Linked DNA regions of Pan troglodytes: region 1 is linked to region 2. Evidence: chromatin contacts called from public HiChIP or PLAC-seq data. All regions are on one chromosome and are shown on one strand. The core of a region is the stretch at or near the end of the contact, and the rest is flanking DNA. Distances in the headings are between cores, read along the strand shown.

Region 1 (3,083 bases), core at 486-2,985, 78 kb after region 2:
CTCTGCCCCCCGAGTTCAAGTGATTCTCCTGCCTCAGCCTCCCAAGTAGTTGAGATTACAGGCAACTGCCACTGCGCCCAGCTAATTTTTGTATTTTTAGTAGAGATGGGGTTTCACCATCTTGGCCAAGCTGGTCTTGAACTCCTGACCTCAGGTGATCCACTGGCCTCAGCCTCCCAAAGTGCTGGGATTACAGGCGTGAGCCACAGCGCCTGTCCAATCACAGGATTTTAAATTGTATAATCAGAGTCCAAGTCTCTGGTTGGTTGGTTTTATGCAGATTGTTTGAACTGAGTCTCGGTTTACATCTAAGTGAAGCCAGTACTTGCCTGATTGTATAGGGTAGCAGTATGCAAACTAAATTTTGGAGTTGTCAGTAATGAGCATTATTTAGCACACAGGGCAGTGATATTGGGTATATTTTTTATTGTCTCCCTTTGTACCTTATCTTTATTCCCAATGCCTAGCTTAGGTATACAGTAGGTTCCAAATAAATATATGGTTGAATATGCCAATCAGGGAATTTAGGAGGATTGAGCCCTGTCTAGGATCAGAGATAAAGGTAGGTCTTTCATGGGAAAGGGTCCTTGAGAGGGAATAAGTATCAAAGACATGCTAACTGCATTCCTTCTCTTCCTTCCAGGCAGTAGAACGAGTCCTGTACCCACACCTGTCCACCTACTGGACAAACTTGCAGGCTGTGCTGGATGATTATTCAGTATCTAATGCTCAGGTCAAAGCAGATGGGCACAAAGTCTATGGAGCCATTCTGGTGAGTACCGTCCCCTTCCAGCCTCCCTTCCCTGCATGAGCTTAGCAGCCAAGCAGGCTTACTTTGGAATATTTGATGGGCCCAGGTTCCTCGAATTTTTTGCCTATCTTAGTCCTTGGCTCTTACAGGTGGCGGTAGAGCGACTGCTGAAGATGAAGGCCCAGGCAGCAGAGCCCAACAGGGGTGGCCCAGGTGGCAGGGGGTGCCGGCGCCTGGACGACCTGCCATGGGACAGCCTTCTCTTTCAAGAGTCGTCCTCCGGGGGCGGTGCAGAGCCCAGCTTTGGGTCCGGCCTCCCGCTGCCGCCAGGGGGCGCGGGGCCGGAGGACCCTTCTCTTTCGGTGACCCTGGCCGACATCTACCGGGAGCTCTACGCCTTCTTCGGTGACAGCTTGGCCACACGCTTTGGCACCGGCCAGCCTGCACCCACGGCTCCGCGGCCGCCCGGGGACAAGAAGGAGCCGGCGGCAGCCCCGGACTCGGTGCGGAAGATGCCGCAGCTGACGGCAAGCGCCATAGTCAGCCCGCACGGCGACGAGAGCCCCCGGGGCAGCGGCGGAGGCGGCCCCGCGTCGGCCTCTGGGCCCGCCGCCTCTGAGAGCAGGCCCTTGCCGCGCGTGCATCGGGCGCGCGGGGCACTCCGGCAGCAGGGCCCCGGGACCGGCACCCGCGACGTTTTCCAGAAGAGCCGTTTCGCCCCGCGCGGCGCCCCGCACTTTCGTTTCATCATAGCCGGGCGGCAGGCTGGGAGGCGCTGCCGCGGGCGCCTTTTCCAGACTGCCTTCCCCGCGCCGTACGGGCCTAGCCCGGCCTCCCGCTACGTGCAGAAACTGCCCATGATCGGCCGTACCAGCCGCCCCGCCCGCCGGTGGGCGCTCTCGGACTACTCGCTGTACTTGCCGCTCTGAGTCAGTGGCCGCTTCGTTCCTTGTAAATAAATCCTGCCCCCGGAAGTGACGTCTCCACCTTCGTGGGTCGCGCCGGATAAGGTGGGCTTTGGGCGGGGTGCTGCTGCGGCGGCGCTTCTTGGTGGTCAGGGCCCCATGGCGCTGTCCTGGCTGCAGCGCGTCGAGCTTGCGCTCTTTGCTGCCGCCTTCCTGTGCGGGGCCGTGGCGGCCGCGGCGATGACTCGGACCCAGGTGCGGCTGCGGGGCGGGGTCAGGTAGGCGGGGGAGCTGGCCGGTCTGGACATGGCGAGGCCACTTTCGCTTTCCGACCGGGCTTGCTGCTGCTCGGAGCCGGTGGACTTGGTGAGGCACGTCTGGCGCCGGCCTGTACCTGAAATGCAGCGAGGCTAATCGCGCTTTGTGGCTCCTCCTGGCCAGGTCATACTTCGAAGTTGTCCCCTCGCCAAAGGGACGGGTCAGTAGCGTCTTAAAGCACTAGGTGGAGTCGGGTTTCGTGGCTCCTGCTGCACAGCCTTACTGTGGTTCCGAAACAGAAGTCAGTGCAGAACCTGCGTCCATCCGTTAAATCAGAAGCCATTTGTGCTGAGCTTTGTCGAGAAATAAAGCATAGTGTAGTGGAGATGATCAAGCTGCCACATGATTGTAGCACAGTGTGTTAAATGACAAAATGAGAGATGGAGAAAACGCTGACGTAAAGGTAGAAGCCAATAATTTACATCGTTTACCCCAGCCAGGTAATCTGGTTAATAAACATGGGTTCATTTAATGCCTATAAAGTAGGCACTAGTGTGCCTATTTTACACCATGAGAAAACCTCAGAGATCCGCAGGGCGCGGTGACTCACGCCTGTAATCCCAGCACTTTGGGAGGCTGAGGCAGGCGGATCACTTGAGGTCAGGAGTTCGAGACCAGCCTGGCCAACATGGCAAAACTCTGTCTCTACTAAAAATACAAAAATTAGCCAGGTGTGGTGGCTCATGCCTGTAATCCCAGCTACTTCGGAGGCTGAGGCAGGAGAATCGCTTGAACCTGGGAGGCGGAGGTTGCAGTGAGCCGAGATCGTGCCATTGCACTCCAGCCTGGGTGACGAGCGAATCTCCATCGCAAAAAAAAAAAAAAAAAAAAAAAAAAAAACACTGGCCGGGCCTGGTGGCTCACGCCTGTAATCCCAGCACTTTGGGAGGCCGTGGCAGGCGGATCACGAGGTCAGGAGATCAAGACCATCCTGGCCAACACGGTGAAACCCTGTCTCTACTAAAAATACAAACAATTAGCCAGGCATGGTGGCAGGTGCCTGTAGTCCCAGCTACTCAGGAGGCTGAGGCAGGAGAATGGCATGAACCCAGGAGGCAGAGCGTGCAGTGAGCCGAGATAGCGCCACTGCACTCCAGAAAAAAAAAAAA
Region 2 (2,811 bases), core at 79-2,578:
CTGCTGCGGGCGTGGGAAGTAATCTATTCAAAATGAATGAAATTCTTAAAACCAATCCATCCCCCCGCCCCCTTCACGCCAGCCCACCTATTTCCAGTATATTTCTGCTGACTGTCCCCACAAGGGCCCCTACCTCCTCTTTGTCCGGTCCTTTGATCTGGTCTCCGCACACCTCTTTTTCCCCAGCTTCCTCCTTTTGGTCTACCTTTTCTGTAGACATCTTCCTGACGAGCCTCTGTTGACTCTGGATCTTCCACTGAGTCACTTGTGGCTAAAACGTGAAGTGGCGATCCAGACGCTGATACCTGTGGCGCATCACATTTTCCTGGATATGGAAAATGGAGGGTCCCTGGGAGAGAAACGAAGATTCAGATGCTAAGTGCTGTGTCAGGGTAGAGGGAGGAAAGGAGGAGGGGGGCGACTGCCCAGCTGATGTCAGATTTTCAAATGAGCAGGGTCCCCCGCAGCCAGTACAGACTCCACTGCAGGGGCCGTCATAGGCCCAGACCACGCCATTTGAGAGGGGGAGTCGGCCTTGGCCTCAGCTCTGTTGGGGAGGTCTCTAGCCCAGAGTCAGGATGCCTGCAATGGGGGAGGGGCAGGCAGTGAACCAGCGACAGTGGGGGTGTGCGCAGGGATGTAGGCAGCTAGGCTCCCCCACTGGCCAGGCAGTTGGTATGCTCCAGGATCTGAGCAGCTCCTTCTAGCATCCTTCATCCTTCAGGTACCAGCCATCCAGACAGTGCTTGAGCTGCAGAAACCGAGACCAGCCCTCGACAGACCTCTGGCCTGGCCCTCCCCAGGGGCCTCCTTTCCTATAGTCACTGCTTCTGCATCAGATACTTTCAGCTGCAACTCCCTACTGGGTGGGGCACCCATTTCAGGCAGAAGGTTTTGGTACCCTCCACTGACCCTACACCCAGGGCTGCTACTGCCGCTTGTGGCTTCAGGTAAGTAATGGCCTGTTTTTCTCCTGTTGGGGCTCACTGGAGCAGACAGGGGTGATGTGCCCTCCTCATCAGGGTTGGTTGAGGTCTTCAGAGCTGGGAACACACATGGTTTGAAGGGCTGAAAAGCCTTAAATCATTTGTGTAAGGTTTAATGATCTGTGGCCCAGGCCATGAGGGAGTTTGGGGAGCACCTCATCCCACCCTATTTTTTTCCATGAGGAATACAGGGATGAGACAGTCCACTGGAGGAGGAGGAGGAGGATAGGAGGGGAACAAAATATTGGGGTATGACCACAGCCTTGTAAATTGGTGTGGAGTGAGCATGGAGGGGGGCCTCCAGCTGAGACTGTGCTCTGAGAGGTCCCTCTTTTTTCCAGGATGAAAGGTGAGACCCCGGTGAACAGCACTATGAGTATTGGGCAAGCACGCAAGATGGTGGAACAGCTTAAGATTGAAGCCAGCTTGTGTCGGATAAAGGTAGGTGGGACCCTGGCTGGCTCCCATTAGTTGGCCAGGCTGTGCTGTGCTGCAGGTTCCCAAAGCTCAAGATAAGAGATGCGTTCTTTCCTTCACTTCCTGAGGTCAGGGGAGGAGTCTGGGGCTCTGTAGAGAGAGCTGTCCCCAGGCCTCTGGGGGGGATGAGGGAGAAGACAGTCGTAAGGAGCCCTGGAGATGGCAAAAGAGAACCCATTTGGGGAGGGAGGCTGCAGTCCCCTTCAGAGGTCCTGGCTAACAATACCCTTCCTGGCTGTGTCCCAGGTGTCCAAGGCAGCAGCAGACCTGATGACTTACTGTGATGCCCACGCCTGTGAGGATCCCCTCATCACCCCTGTGCCCACTTCGGAGAACCCCTTCCGGGAGAAGAAGTTCTTCTGTGCTCTCCTCTGAGCTCCCCTGTCCCTTCTCACAACTCCTCCCTTTTCCCTCTCCTGGGCCCTTCCTTAGGTCAGTAATTGTTGTGAGCCCCTTAGGCTCCTTGCATCCCATCCCCCTAACCCTTGCCTGACCATGTGAGGTTATCTGAAGCACAAGGCCCACCCTCACCTATCTGTCGACCCCATTTCCTACCACCTTTGTGGCCGACCCCAAGCACCCCAGAGATATGAGGCACCCTTTGCTCCACCCACAGCAGGGCCCCGTCAGACTCTGCCAGCGCGTCCTGCCCGCTTCCCTCGGTGACCTGCTCAGACAATGGAGAGGGATGGGCCAGGTTCTTGCTCTCAGTCTCACCTGGAGCTACTGGGAGGGTAAAACCATTTGAAGAATAAAGTCATCCAGAGCCTCAGGACAGCTCCTGTGTTAGAATTCTTGGGGGGAGAGGATCATCAAGCAACAGATCTGCCATACCCAGGGAACAGGGCCAATCAATGCAGGCTAGACATCGTCAAGGATCGGAGATCAGAGGGGTCGGGGGATGGCGGGCGCGAGAGAGCGTCCACAGTGTAAGAATTAAGTACAAAAGACGCTCAAGAGGCTGCGAAGAGCAAACACACACACACAAACGTGCAACGAAGCCAAGTTAAAAGGTAAACAGGCCGAAGAGGGGGGATTTAGGGGAGGGTGCGGGAGTGCAGTCGTACAGCAGAGGAACTCTTAGGAGGGTAGGGGCGGAGCTTGGCTTCAGTTACCGCGACTGGAGCCGATTTTATACCTAAGATGGCTGCGCCCACAGCCGCTCCCATTCCAAGATGGCCGTACCAACATGGCAGCCCCCACATCACGGAGTTTACCGTACAGGGCTTCTCTTAAAATGGCGGCCCCCAGGCAACCGGCGTTCTCAATATGGTCCCTTCCGCCCTCTTCTGGTCTCAAAATGGCTGCCCCTGCCCTAACCAAGCCGGGGCCCGCGCCCTGCAACCCC

The links. HiChIP or PLAC-seq counts read pairs in DNA pulled down with a chosen protein or histone mark.
Region 1: an H3K4me3 HiChIP or PLAC-seq map of stem cell-derived excitatory neurons shows a contact between it and region 2, with 2.8 times the contacts expected there. The contact joins the promoter of TMEM179B here to the promoter of GNG3 in region 2.

The regions. Positions count from the first base shown.
Region 1 is chr9:65,097,774-65,100,856 of NHGRI_mPanTro3-v2.0_pri, forward strand. TMEM179B (transmembrane protein 179B) reads left to right here and starts at 1,736. Exons shown (of 5, transcript XM_001158217.8): 1 at 1,736-1,911. The coding sequence starts at 1,816. TAF6L (TATA-box binding protein associated factor 6 like) reads left to right here. Exons shown (of 10, transcript XM_054662360.2): 9 at 644-772; 10 at 901-1,725. The coding sequence ends at 1,680.
Region 2 is chr9:65,020,199-65,023,009 of NHGRI_mPanTro3-v2.0_pri, forward strand. It overlaps GNG3 (G protein subunit gamma 3), which reads left to right and starts at 1,329. Exons shown (of 2, transcript XM_001156854.7): 1 at 1,329-1,427; 2 at 1,710-2,235. The coding sequence starts at 1,329. The coding sequence ends at 1,838. It overlaps BSCL2 (BSCL2 lipid droplet biogenesis associated, seipin), which reads right to left. Exons shown (of 12, transcript XM_016921078.4): 1 at 2,181-2,811; 2 at 134-349. The coding sequence starts at 220.